Linked DNA regions of Gossypium arboreum: region 1 is linked to region 2. A link is a contact called in public Hi-C data. All regions are on one chromosome and are shown on one strand. Each heading gives the region's core, a stretch centred on a gene start, on an enhancer-like site or on the middle of the called end of the contact. The rest is flanking DNA. Distances are from core to core; before and after follow the strand shown.

Region 1 (7,341 bases), core at 3,072-5,571, 250 kb after region 2:
TAAGTCTATTTTCATATAAAGGAAATAGTGTAAGCAAAATAATTTCATATTATGATATATTTGAAATTTTGTCAGACAAGGTTAGAATGATTTCAAAATCCCCTATTTTGACTTGGAAAAATCATTAAAAATTGTACAAATATAATTATGGGTTATAATTTATATTCTTAAAATCTTTAATGAGTCTATTTTTGAAAAAAAACAAACGAGAACATTATCCAAATCTTTTACGAAGAGATAATTAATTTTAGTGCAGAGGGGTCGGAACTATTGGACAGCGAAACATGGGTGACTTTAAAGAATAAAATGTATTTATTGGCTAGACCAAAAATTCTTAGAATTGGCGGATCTTAATTTGGAGTTCCGTAGCTCCGGATATAAATAATTTAGTGACTGTGACTCAAGAAAACAGCTTGACCTGAACATGTGTATATATACTATTATGATTGTTTTATATTGAGAAATATGTTGATAAATCGTTTATTATTTACATACTTACTTACTAAGCTTTATGTTTACTCTCTTTTCTTTTCTTTGTCTTATAGTATCACCAAGCTAGCTCGGGATTCAGAGATCGTCGGAGATCCATCCACACTATCAATACTTTTTGGTATTTTGAAAACAATATTTTGGATTATGGCATGTATAGATGACTTGGTTATTTTGTTTTATGTCATAATTAATTTGGCCTAAAATGTTGGCCTTCAATATTTGATAGCTCATTTTGTATATGACCATTGGTATTAATTAGTATCGTTCAAAAGGTATGATGATGCATGAATAAGTATGAAAATTGAATTGTTTTAACTTGGATAAAAAAATCTATGTCATGGTTTCGTACGATTGCATGTGTTATGTTCCAGTAATGTCTCGTACCCTGTTCCAACATAGAACACGGGTAAGGGGCGTTACAGACTGTATCTATTTATCAAATAATTGTAAAATTATTAATTTAAAAGTTGGTGAAGAAAACAAAACCATTTACGGTGATAGATGTTAAAATTAAATTAATTAACTAGATTGCAAATTAACCTAAATGCAAATGAGATGAAATAAAATGTAAGGTGATGGTTTAGCAGCAATTTCACAAGTTTAACAACAATAACATGAATAAGCTAGAATAATTACAACACTTGACTCAATTCATTCTCATCATGTTTAACAATGTTCCGAAAAAAATTCCATTACAACCCAATCATTCATTAACTTGGAATCTAATATAAGTTCTTTTGAAGTCTTATACTTAGAAAAACATGTATATTAACTAAGGATTCCTTAGAATTTATGTGAAGTAATAAGGACAGATAAAGTTTGAAACAATTTAAAGTTATGCAAGGTAATAGAGCTCTCCCAGAGTTATTACGAACCTTTAATTTAATCGGATCAAGATCTAAATTAATCATACACCTTCCAATTATCGTGTCCATTAATTGCCATCTGGTCAGGATTGATCAACTAATTCTAATGCATCCAAACTTTTTTTAATGCATGAAATACATAAATGATTTTAATTAGAAGCATGAACAATTGAGGCACAAAACATCATAAACATGAATCGAATGAATGTTATCAAACTATTGCAATCATTCCAGCTAAAACAAAATTAAGACATCGTCGTTAATGGAAAAAAATTAAACAATTTGCAAACATATTTGAATAACCAAGAACAAAAATAAAGAATAAGGAAGAAAGTACTCTTGATGATTTTGGTGATTCTCCGAAGACTGATCGTGGTCGCTTTCTCCAATTCTCGTGATTGTTCCTTTGCAAACTGCTCCTTAAGGTGGCCAGTCAAAAGAGTTTTTCTCAAGGAAAATGCTAGTTAAAGGGAAGTGGGGAAATGAATGGCTTATGCATGGAAGAGAGGGAAAAACATAAAAGAAAGATGAGAGTTAAGGGATCTGTAGGATGATTGAAATGGGAGATGGGAGATGGTATTTATAATAGAGGAATGGCTTGGAAGTTTGCTAAAAATAACATGGAGATCCTTTGGTTTGATCCCTTACTTGGTCGGCCATGAAAAATGGGATGGGAGGTTGTTGGTTACTTGATTTGGTGACTGATTCTCCCTTGATTCATGGCATGAATTGGACAACAATCAAGCTTTAAGTTGGGGGTTGATTTGTGATTTTTTTTCACTGATGTAGGGGCCTTCAATTTAATTAATCCGAAGCTAATTTTGGCAGCTCTTGGTGTCCTGCCGAATTTGGGCTTCTCTTCCCCCTTGTTGGGAAGTTTTAGTAACCCAATTACGAAACAATTTAATTCTCTTTAGCAACCATCTTCAAGTTAGGTCAAAGCAATATTTCTGAGCCTAATTCATCATCTAACTGTCCAAATGAGGTGAATTTTATCTCACATGTATGTATGTTTTTATTGAATCCCACATTAACTAATTCAGTAATCTAATTGCAACAAACTAAGTAATTAACATGAAGCATAAAATAGCAAAATTATGTAAAATTAATACTAAATTTCATAAAATTACACAATTTACTAAAATTATTCCCAATGTTTGAATATGAACTAAAATCACTCAATTAGTTGTCCATTTACTCGAAATTTGCATAAATTACAAATAAAAAGGTGCTTGAAAAACCTATTTATTTTAGACGTATCAGTACTCAGTAAGTTACATTGCAACCACGAATTTGCAACATTACGACTACACATTCTCCATGTCATGACTTCATTACTCAGTAAGTTACATTGCAACGTCATAAATACCTCGTCGCCACACTATTACAACCTTACACTATTTTAAGTTGTTTTGACCTTCTGAGGGCCGTTTTGAGTTTTGATCAACTACGAATCAATTCTAAATAATTTTAAATTATTTTTAAAAATTTCAATTTGTCTAAAACATATTTTAAATGTCTTATACAATTATTTTAAACACTTCACTCCTAAATAAAAATAAAAATTTCTTTTTCATACATGCTTCGATGACATCTCTCATACGTACTGATCGTCGAGACAGGTGAAAGGTGTTACAAATTCCACCACCATTAAATGAACACTCACTTTCTTCTTCCAACATGCTATGATGATCAGTGAGTCCAAATAAATCATACAACGTCTGTCTTACTTCGTTGTCAACGTCCGAACAACTCCTTTGAAAAATTGATTCAACACAATCATATGTTTGATTTTCCATTGCACTAGTTTTCACTCTTCTTTTTTTCCCTACTATCACTCGTTAAAATGAAATATAAAGATTACAAATTGATAAACACTACTAAAGAATTTTTCTTAAAGAAAGAAAGACATCGTTCTTATGTTTCTAACAGGAAACAAGTCATTTTCATCCGCCTTTTTTGCACAGATAATAATGCATTATGGAAAATGTAATAAAACATTAATTTCAGTCTCCACAACCATCGTTGTGATAAACAATCATTAATAACATGTTTGGGAAGGAAGCTTGTTAAAGTTGTGACCCAAATTCTTATTAAAGAAATAATATAAAGGTAAAACTAGATGATTTGTTGTACGGATCAAGTTGCACAAGTAGAATCCATATAAAATTACTTTCTTCCATTTGATATTGATTACATAAGTAGAACCAATGTAGAACTACTCTTTTTATATTTGACATTGATTAGAATAAGGTTTTTTAACCTTTAAATAGATATAGTTGAAAATTCCTCTTATATCATTCGATTTTCAATTTTAATAAATTTTCTTTTTCTCTACCCGTGGTTTTTCTCGAAAAAATTTTCACGTAAAATTTATGCATTTTAATTTCTTTTCTTATTGCTTTGCAATATTTTTATCTTGAATTTTAAAAAAATGAACCTTTACATGGTGAAGTAAATGGAGAGAAATACGTGCATTCACATATCCCCAAAATCACTTGAAGGGTAAAAGTATCATTTTGTCGAGTCTAAACATGAAAGAGCTCTCGTTAAAAAAATAATTTTGATTCAAAATAATTTTTTAATAATATTTAACATTCGAAACTGAATTTTAAAATTGAAAAATAGAGAAATTAATTTCTCATTTATCGAAAACTACAGAGATTAGTATATTTTCCTCTTTAATAAAACCCTATTTAGGCAAAAACAAGGATAGAGATGGGGGCGGCAAATGGCAAATGCAAATCATGCAAGGTCTATTGTGCTTGTCAAGGAGGCAACTGCAAGTAAGAGCAAACAAACATCTGGGGTGGACCCCGCATTTGTTTGGATTTTGGAGGAAGCCGACAATGCAATCACGTTGTTTGGAATTGGACTCCCCATGTTGTGTGCATGTGCGCCAGGTGTCTCTATTTCCCTACGCACCATATTTCACTTCCCAATTATTTGACCTTTTTCCCCCGAACCAACCAAAGCCAGAACATAATGAACCACCTCATCATTCTCAAGGTAGGCTACAACCGTCCTTTTCTATTTCCTGCTATTCCCCTTATCATTTAGTGATTCATTTCTTCCTTTCAAACCTTCCTTCATTCGCATTCTTCAAACTCTTTGTTCACTTATGAACTTTGGAATATGACGGTGTGGGTGATTTTCTAAAACTTGATGCCAATGGCGATCGTCACAAGGGGTCGCTACCTTGAGAAGCTGTTCAAATTCGTTGACAACCAAGCGGGGCCTTTGATTGATGGAACTAAGGTTCTGAAGCTCAACACGGCGGGGCTCCATTACGTGCAGTCTCGGCTCCAAGCGTTGCAGGAGCTCGACAGACTTCTAGTGGGAGCTCCAGTTGACTATCTACGTGCCTACGTCTCGGACCTTGGGGACCACCGTGCGCTCGAGCAGCTTCGGCGGATACTACGCCTCCTAACCACTCTTAAGGTGGTATCTGCCTTGCTCCCTCCTGTGCGTGATCCCACGCCGCTCTCGTTGCTCCCGTTTGGAAGACTGAAGGTTCTGGAACTCAGAGGGTGTGATTTGTCGACCTCAGCAGCCAAGGGATTGCTTGAGTTGAGACATACTTTGGAGAAAATTATTTGTCATAATTCAACCGTGAGTGGTTTGCATTATTTTCGAAGAAGAGGAAGAATTAATGACATTCATTCAGTTTTTGTGATTATAAATCATAAGATCTCCCTCCCCTATTTTCTAATTCCTAACTAAGGACCATTTAAAGTTATTAATTATATATGGGTACTTTACACAAATTTTTTTCTACTGATCAATATTTTTGACATATGTAGGATGCTTTGCGACATGTGTTTGCCAGCAGAATTGCTGAGGTAAAGGGCTGTCCACAGTGGAACCGCTTGTCCTTTGTATCGTGTGCATGCAATCGCCTGCTACTAATGGACGAGTCGTTGCAACTTCTTCCCTCTGTTGAAACCCTTGATTTGAGTCAAAACAATTTTGCCAAAGTGGATAATCTTCAAAAATGTGCCAGGTTGAAGCACTTGGACCTTGGATTCAATCAACTGCGATCCATCTCATCATTTAGTGAGGTAGGAATAACTCCGATTTTTACTTGACATTTGATTTTGATTTGATGCTGAAAGATTTATCAAATGGGGCTTATAGCGGGTATCATCTTCTCTAGCATGTATTTTTCTGCATACTACAATTGTTATTGCTTCCCGTTATTGCTTCCCTATCCTGTTTGCTTGTAATTGTGCAATTGTCCGTATTTAAACATTCATTTTCGTCAGAGTTTCGTGTTTGTTGTTACTTTCATGCGCATTACTTGAGTGCTTTGATTTTGCCTTTCCTTGTTATTTCCCATTACACTTCTCTGTTTAAATTACTTATAGACATTCATTTGAATATTTTTTTCCTAGGTAAAAACTCCTCCTAATAATTTCTTAGTTTGCATGCTGTTTGATATAGGGAGCTATGCACCATTGTTTTTGAAAAATGCAGGTCTGCTGTCATGTTGTTAAACTAGTTTTGAGGAATAATGCTCTAAATACATTGCGTGGGATTGAGAATTTGAAGTCACTTGAAGGGCTTGATGTCTCCTACAATATTATTTCCAATTTTTCAGAGTTGGAGTTCCTTGTGGGCCTCTCATTTCTACAAAGCTTGTGGCTGGAAGGGAATCCACTATGTTGTGCTCGATGGCATCGCGCACAAGTTTTCAGCTACTTCAGTCATCCAGAAAATGTATGCATATGACATGTTTTTGTTGTGGAATTTCTATTAATATTCAGTAGTCATGCTCCTTTTGCTAAAAAATTCTTATTTTGGTTTATCCTGTAATCTTGCTAATTATACCGTTCCTATGTTCTGTTGTATGGCTGATTAGTTGAAATTAGATGACAAGGAAATTAACACCACAGACTATTGGAAGAGGAAAATTATCGTTGCCAGCAGACAGAAACGACCTTCAAGCTTTGGGTTCTATTCTCCCGCAAAAGATGATGCTGAAGCAGAGGGGTGTATCAAAAAAAAGAGGGTCTGTAAAGTTTCCCCAATTCTCTGATTTGTATGTTACTGTTGTAACTTCTGTCATCCATCATTCCCCTTTACTTGTGAAATGGTTTTGGCACACTGGTTTGTCTTTTTGACCCATTTGATGAAATTTTGTTGTGACCTATACGTTGTAGTTCATATCTTGTTTATCAATCTGATTGTTTTTTTTTTTTTAATCATTTTCACTTCTGCAGATAATGGTATCTCGACTTGCTTGTATTGAGAGTGAACAAGACAGCACTTACATTTGTTCTGATCTAGACTCTGTATCATGTGGTAATGAAACTCAAAGCAGAGAGAAAATCTTATCTGAGGATCTAGCTGAAATAGTTGATCTGATGAACAGAGTAGAACAATTGAAGAAAGAGTGTTCTATTCTATGGTTGCAGGAGTTCAAGGATTGGATAGTTTATGCTTCTAAGAATTCTGCAGATGGCGGTAATTTTAATGCAACTATGTTGCATCCACAGAAACGAAATTATAAGAAAAATGGGAAAAGTAAGAGGCATCTTATTGAAAGTTCAAGATGCATTTCAAAGTCCATTCAAGCTTCAGGGGATGGAAGTAGGTTGAGTGTGTTAGAATCTGATGGTTCTTTTGCAGATAAGTCTACTGGTGTGCATGCCAATGGGTATTTTGACCATATTTTTCCCCCAGGTATTACTGGTGGGTTCTCTCTACCAGGGTTGAGAACAATAGATATAAAACAAGAGTATCAAACCAATTATTTGCATGATGAGACAAGTAGCGGATCCATGCAGGCAGAGAGTGCTCATCACGGTATTTTTTCTGTCCAAGGACGTAATAGGATGCTTGAAAATGCCAGTGGATCACAATTGAGTACTACTGATACTATAATGGAGTCCAATTCTTCATCTGCTTACCCTGGATCGCCGCCTCATTATCAGAATGACCTTTTGCATCGTCACCTCAATTTGGTGGAAGAAATCTTGCA
Region 2 (7,128 bases), core at 2,428-4,927:
AGCAGGAAATAGTTTCTTGCACACATATGCCTAACTGCATTTATTTATTTACTTATTTAACATAAAGATGAGCAGGCAGCAGGATTTAATTCTTCTTCTTCTTGGCAAGGAAAAGGCCCCATCTCTGCTCCCCTGATGAGCTTCTTATCAGCTTTGCCTTCCATCCACCAACTATTTCATCATAGTCTTCCTGAATTTTCACCAAAACATTATTATGTACCATTACTAACATCCCAACTCGATAGGTTTAACAAGATGATGGAAAAGGAAACCTAACCTTAGAGAAGTCAGAGATGAATGCATCCTTCTCTTTCTCCACTTGGTTCAATTCACGCCGCAGAACTTGTAAGAACTAAAACCACCACCACAACAACATTCCATTAGCCTTTCATAACCATATTCAAAAACATGACTAACTAAAAATCAATTTGATAGTCTTATCTGAACCTGATCGGTTCGATCCTCTGCAAGAATCACATCAAAACCAGCATCCTCAAGCATCTGCAAACAATAACACAAGGCAGATCAACAAGTGTATGAAATGGAAACAGCAAATGATTATTAATTTGAATATACCTGTCCATATGATTTTACATCATGAAGATCATAGCCTCTCTGCTTGATATACTCAGCAAACTCCCTGGATGGAGTCTTGGAACTTTTGCAGTAATCACTTATGAGGAGTTTGCCTCCTGGCTTCAACCATTTGTAGAAAGATCTAAACAGTGCAGGTTTGTCCTGAAAGTCGATTTTTGATGCAAAAATATGAGAATAACAAAGTGGATCGAGAAAAGCCCAAATGATTTATGGTTTTTCAAATAGCAACTTCCATTCTTATTTTGATGCCTATGCTCAACTTCTAAATCTTTAAATCACTTTAAAAGGAAAACTTTCTTATTTGTTATCTAGTCCTCTTACATGAATGTGTAGAATAGTGTCACGGCTGTAGATAACATCAAAACTGTTGTCCGGATAAACCTTCTTGGTGCAATCAGCAACTTCAAATTCCACTGAGCATTTCAGTCCAGTAGCTCGTTCAAGAGCAAAGGATATCATGTTTACAGAGAGGTCGATGCCCACAACATGAACATCAAATTCCTCAGCCATATAAATGTCACCTCCACCAATGCCACAGCCAACATCTAGGACCTTTTGGCCAGGCTTAAGATCTAACTTCCCCACAAATTCTTTTGTTGTTTCTGCTCAAAAACAAGTTCATATAAGGGGGATGCTGATGCGATAGAACTAACTAAATAAGAGAAACTATGACAAAGGGTGAAGCCTAAGAGGAAGTTACAAATGCAGCGGATACCCTCTATAATCTCAGTAGTTTTGAGGTTCAGATATTACACTGGAAAAGATGAAATTTCTACTCCAAAACCATTTCTGCTACTTGGTATACAAATCCCGGTATGTGGTATTAAAATTTAATACAGTAAGTGAGAAAATTTTACTGTTTAACATGCATGTTTCATCTTTCCTTCCCTATTTCTGTACTTATGTGTAACAAATTCCTTTAATAAAAGATGTAGAACAAATAAAAACATTTCGTTGAAGAAGGATACCAATTCCTCCTGTGCTCACATATCCTGGTCCAAAGACACGCTCATAACGGAGAATGCTATTAGATTTGTACTGAACAGAATCCAAGAAGCGCTGGAATCCCTTATCATTATCTGAAACAACTTTTTGGAAGATCCAGCAAATCTGAATATGCAAACAATATGTTGCACCTTGTCAGTAAATTTAAAATTCAACAACAAAATATATATACTAATCAATGAGATCATTTTCTGTTGCCTGATTCTGATTCTTTTTGTTCTTAACATAAGCTCCAATGCACTTGCAGCCAACAAGAGAAAGTTCAAATGAATTTCCAGAATCATCAGTTGCTTGGCATTCTTTAAAGACCTGTGTTATAATACATGAAAAACGTATGTTTGAATATGAAAGAAAGATTAGATCACTTTGTTTCATACATATTTCAGTCCTCAGGTCACATGACATCTAATCAAAGATAAGTTCAAGTAAAACCTTAGTGTAAAATCTGGGCTCGCGATAGTGAGTTGGGTTGTTCTTTCTCTTGCAATCACCAGATTGATGAAAGCAAGACTCCCTGAAGAAAATATGCCCACCAACCTTCAACCACTTGAGCATCCTTTCGGCCAAATTCTCAACCTGCATTTAATAATACTTTCAGACAGATATACTCAAAAATATGCTTTATTAGAAATTTGAAAGCCAAAAATGGGGTAGCCGAATTCAGCAAGTAAAAAAAAATTGAAATCAATAGCTAATTTGCCCCTAAGAACTCTCTTTTTTTTTTTTTTCCATGTTATTGAAGAAGAAGCAACAAAAATCACCTCTTTATCTGAGAGATACATCAACAGCCAGTTTGAGAAAATCAAGTCCAATGATCCTTCTGTAAAAGCCAAATCAGGGGAAGTGACATCCGCACAGAGGAATTTGACGTTCTTATAATGCCCATTGATGGTTTCATTCTGCAATTAATGAAATCCAGTCAAGTCCCTTATTAATTAGCAAACTAAAAATTTTCTGTCAGGTTGAGTTTCAATGACCTTCTTTATAACATTCTCAATGAAGTCTAATGCTATAACATGACCAGCCTTCTTAGCTAAGTCACCAGTAAATCGACCAATGCCAGCTCCTAGTTCCAAAATGGTTTTCCCTTCATACGGTGGGAGTAAGGAGAGCACCTGCAAATATCAACAATGAAATTTAGGAATCTAAATAACAACTGAAGTTTAAAATTAAGTACAAAAGAACAGCAGCAACAATTAAAAGGCAATAATAAGCATAAATGCTCATTAAACTATGGTTTCATGATAACAACTGAAGATATTAATAGATAAACAATTTTTACTTAAATATGAAAGCCAAAAAGGAAATAAATTTAAAACTGTAAATATAGTTAAAAATGAACTTGTTAAATTAACTTAATGAAGAAAAAAATAAACAATGCAGAAAACAAAAAGGAAGGAAGAAAGGAAATATTACTTCGGGACGTTCTTCTTTGTCAATATCAGCGGCTTTGGAGTCGAGCATCATAGCCTCCACCGTAAGATCAACCGAGTGTTCAATCCAGTAATTCTTTTGAACTTTGCGTTCATCTCCTACAAATCCTATATATAATTTACAGAACAATCAAATTTTAAATTTTCTTCTTAAATATTAGTTAAAGGTCGATGAGAGATCCATGTGTGGGTTCGCAAATGTTGATTAAACAATGTCAATCCATTCCAATTGTCCTTTGGTTCTAAGTTGAAAAAAACAACGCAAGAAATGATCAATATGAAGGTGGAGATCTCACCGTTAGCCGCCATGGTTAACAGAGAAGATCTCTAGTGAGCTCTGAGAGGAATTGATTTTTTTTTAAGATATTTTTTTTATTTTTTAATGGGGAGTGAAAAGGGGAACTAAAATCCTTCGACAGCAAGCCGAGATCTGGAGAAAGACCTTGATCTACGGTTGTTAGTCCTTCCTCTCTGTTGCATCAGACACAGAGATGCAACCTAAGCCAAATTATTGATACTACTATTACTCTCACTCTCTCTCTCACACACAGCAATTGCCAATTTCTACTGCTTCTGGTGCGGGAAACTGAGAATGCTTCATCTCGCCTTTTATAGAGTAAGGGCTGGGGAAATGCTAGACCTGATTATAATTTGGGTCGGGTCGGATCAATGCATTATGTTAACAAATCTAAGGCCTGTTTAGGTAGACGACAAAACAAATCAAATCAAATCAATATCAGAAAATCGTAAAAATACTGATTTGTATAACCGAATCCAAATTTATTTACATTCAACTGTATTAATTTTGCTTAATATATATATATTACTAACACTGAATCCATTGCCACAAATGTAAACTGACTCAATCAATTTTTTCTTAAAAAACTTATTATCTCCATAGTGTTCAAAATTTTATTAATATCATTTTTTTGTTAAAAAAGCTTAAGCTCCTAATATCTCGTTTTAAGATTTAAATTTTATAGTTTTTTTAAGTGGTATAAATATTATAAAAATATATGTAAGATATTTTGTCAATCACAAAATAAAATTAAACTATTACTTTACAATCATATTAAGAATTGGCATAGTTAACAAATTAAATTAAACTCATGATAGTTGCACATAGTGGAACTTCGAGATTCATGCATATAATTGCAAATGATTAGTCTCAAACTAGAATAATCAAAGCTCAAGGGCTTCGCCTTTGCCAATTGAACCAAGACTTCATTAGCTAAAGCCTATAATTAGTTTAGAGATGGTATAAAAGAATTTATTATGCTTAAAAAGCTCATTTTACTTTTAATTTGGGTTAAAATGTGCTCTTAGTACTTAAATTTGTATAAAATTGAGATTTTAGTTTAAAAGTTAAAATTTTAATTTTTTTATTTTCAATTTAAAAATTCTAATCTAATTATTATTGTTGTTGGTAGTTTCATCAAAATTTTTAATTTAACATGTTTATTTTTTCAATCATATGATACATTACATGAATACAATGTGATTAAAATTTTATTTTTCTAACTCAATCAAATTCTCTCAAATACCAAATAAATTTTAACTCCACAAATGGTCAAAGTGTGACGACAAATCAAGCAGTAAAATAGCTTAATAGTGTCATCTGTCCAAAATTTCATTCGATAAGGGTAGAGTTTGGATGAAAATATTAGTTTCAAACTATGTGTTTAAACAATATATATATACACAAACACGTTTGAATAACTTTAATTTTGCATAGTTTTACACCCGTATTGATGAATCTCTTTCTAAATTTTCATATATTTATGTACTACATGAAATTAATTTATAATAATATATGACGATATTGTACTGTAAATATTAAAAAATATATGTTAAGCTTTTATATTTAATATTTTTGATAAAAATTATATTAAATATTAAATATTAAATATTAAATTAAAATATTATATTTTTATAAAAATTAAAATATATAAATATATTTAAAACGAATTTGTATTAATTATTTACAAATTTATGCTATTTAAACAAAATTTTAAGCTTATAAATTAGACCAACATAAATATACCTATATAAATAAAGTTTGTTTTAAATAAATAAAAGAGATTGTATTTTTAATAAATTGTTGTGTTATAAATTTAAATTAAAAACATAGAAAAAGATTTATTTCTCTTAGTAATATTAAAATAGGGGATAATCAATTAAAAAGAATTATTGTGCTGAATGCTGAGTCTACTTTAAATATGCACCACAATTTTTATTTTGAGTTTAAATTTTAAATATAATCCTCTCAAATATCACATGAATTCCAATTTCCAAGTGAACAAATGGTTAAGCTTTGGGACAGGTGTTGCGAATGAAAATAACATGAAATAGACCCCACGTCCAACCTCTATATATTTATCAAAAGTTTCTTTTAAATGGGTTCGAATTTCCGCGTGAATGTGTTATTAATCCTTGGAAACTTGTTTGCCAGTAAGGTTTATTTTTGAAATGAAATTTGGAACACACACACCAATTTTCTGGTTTAAAGAAACAAATGATTGCTTTCCATACATGGCAACCTATTGTCTCCTCAATTGTTCAATAATTGACTGGGTAACTTTTAATTGGGTTTTTTTTTATGATATAAAATTTTAATATATTTATGAAAAATTTATTTATTTTTGTGATTTTCTTTAATTTTTACTGGACCTAGTTCTTCGAATCAATTACAATTTATAGTTTATGGAGCTCAATCATCATATTTGATAACACCTTAAGGATTCTAGTTTATATGTTGCATCTATGATGGCAAAATTGAATGTCATTCTGGATTTGGTTGCCACCTTGAGGGAAATATAGATGGCAGAAACTTTTACATTTCATTTTCCTTACGAGGAAGTGGCCATTGCGCTCAAAGATATCGTTTTAATAACTGACATTCTATTTGACAAGGTTGATGATTCATGCTTACACCATGTGGAGTTATGCCTTGTACTTTTTGGCTTTTCCTCTCCCAATTAAACTATGTGTTTAGTTTTTCACTTAAACTCCAATTAGTGTAGTTTTTTTTTTAATATTAGTTTTCCTTTTAAACTCTTATTAGTGTAGGTTATTTTAATATTATTTGACCTATAAATTTAGCCTATAACTAGACCTTTTTTCCACCTTAGAAAAAACCAATTACATATTTAGGTATTAGCTTTTACAAGCTTTTAGAGAATTTTGTGTTTATGTTTTAAGGGTTTTAATTTTCGGTTTCAAGGTTTAGCTTATCTCTATTTAGCTTATCTCTATCTTCTGTACTCTTTGTTTTTTCCATTTTAGTAAAATTATCTTTACCCGTGATTTTTTATCCTCTTCGAAGGGGTTTTTCCACGTAAAATATTTGTGTTCAATCTTTTTTTATTTCTTTGTTATTTTACTTGTTTGTTAATTAACCGAGTTGATCCCCAACAAACTGGTATCAGAGCTAATTTGATTTTCGTAATCAACCTGTTCAGAGATGGCAACAATAAGGTTTGATATTGATAAGATCAATGACATCACAAATTTTAATCTGTGGCAAGTTCAGATAACAAGAATTTTGATTCAAGGCGATCTTGAGAAGGTCCTTATAGAGAAGAAGCTTAAAGACATGAATAAATCAGAACAGGATAGGTTAGATAAAAAGGTTCTATCCAGGATTCAATTATGTCTAACAAATAATGTGTTGCAGGAGGTTTTGATGGAGAAAACGACATTCACCCTATGGAAAATGTTAGAAACCCTTTACGTGAAAAAGTCTCTAACTAACCGATTAGTGTTGAAACAGTGGTTGTGCATGTTCCGCATGAATGAAGGTGAGCACCTTAGAGATCACATCATTCAATTTAATATTCTTTTGAATGATTTAAAAAATGTTAAGATTCAAATTAATAATGAAGATCAGACTATGCTATTATTGTGCTCTTTACCCCCTTCATACAAGTTTTTCAGGGAAACCTGTTTTATGACAGAGATAATCTCTCATTCGAAGATGTAAAGGGTCATCTGTCGAGTAAAGAAAAACTCGATAGTGAATTTGGTTTGAATAGCATGTAACACTTTGATTTTGGGCCTAGTCGGAACAACGGTTTCAGAACCACAAATCTGA

Evidence for each region. A called contact is a pair of places that touch in the nucleus more often than the background predicts.
Region 1: a Hi-C map of leaf shows a contact between it and region 2, with 4 times the contacts expected there. The contact joins the promoter of LOC108454416 here to the promoter of LOC108457077 in region 2. A contact is called at or near these places in 3 of 5 Hi-C or Micro-C datasets (all in leaf).

What each region holds. Positions count from the first base shown.
Region 1 is chr3:67,895,179-67,902,519 of ASM2569848v2, forward strand. LOC108454416 reads left to right here and starts at 4,322. Exons shown (of 7, transcript XM_053025735.1): 1 at 4,322-4,970; 2 at 5,162-5,419; 3 at 5,835-6,077; 4 at 6,220-6,369; 5 at 6,581-7,341. The coding sequence starts at 4,524.
Region 2 is chr3:67,646,432-67,653,559 of ASM2569848v2, forward strand. It overlaps LOC108457077 (phosphoethanolamine N-methyltransferase 1-like), which reads right to left and starts at 3,678. Exons shown (of 12, transcript XM_017755899.2): 1 at 3,332-3,678; 2 at 3,019-3,143; 3 at 2,580-2,717; 4 at 2,364-2,501; 5 at 2,035-2,178; 6 at 1,801-1,911; 7 at 1,566-1,707; 8 at 919-1,199; 9 at 577-738; 10 at 448-501; 11 at 278-352; 12 at 1-190. The coding sequence starts at 3,344. The coding sequence ends at 86.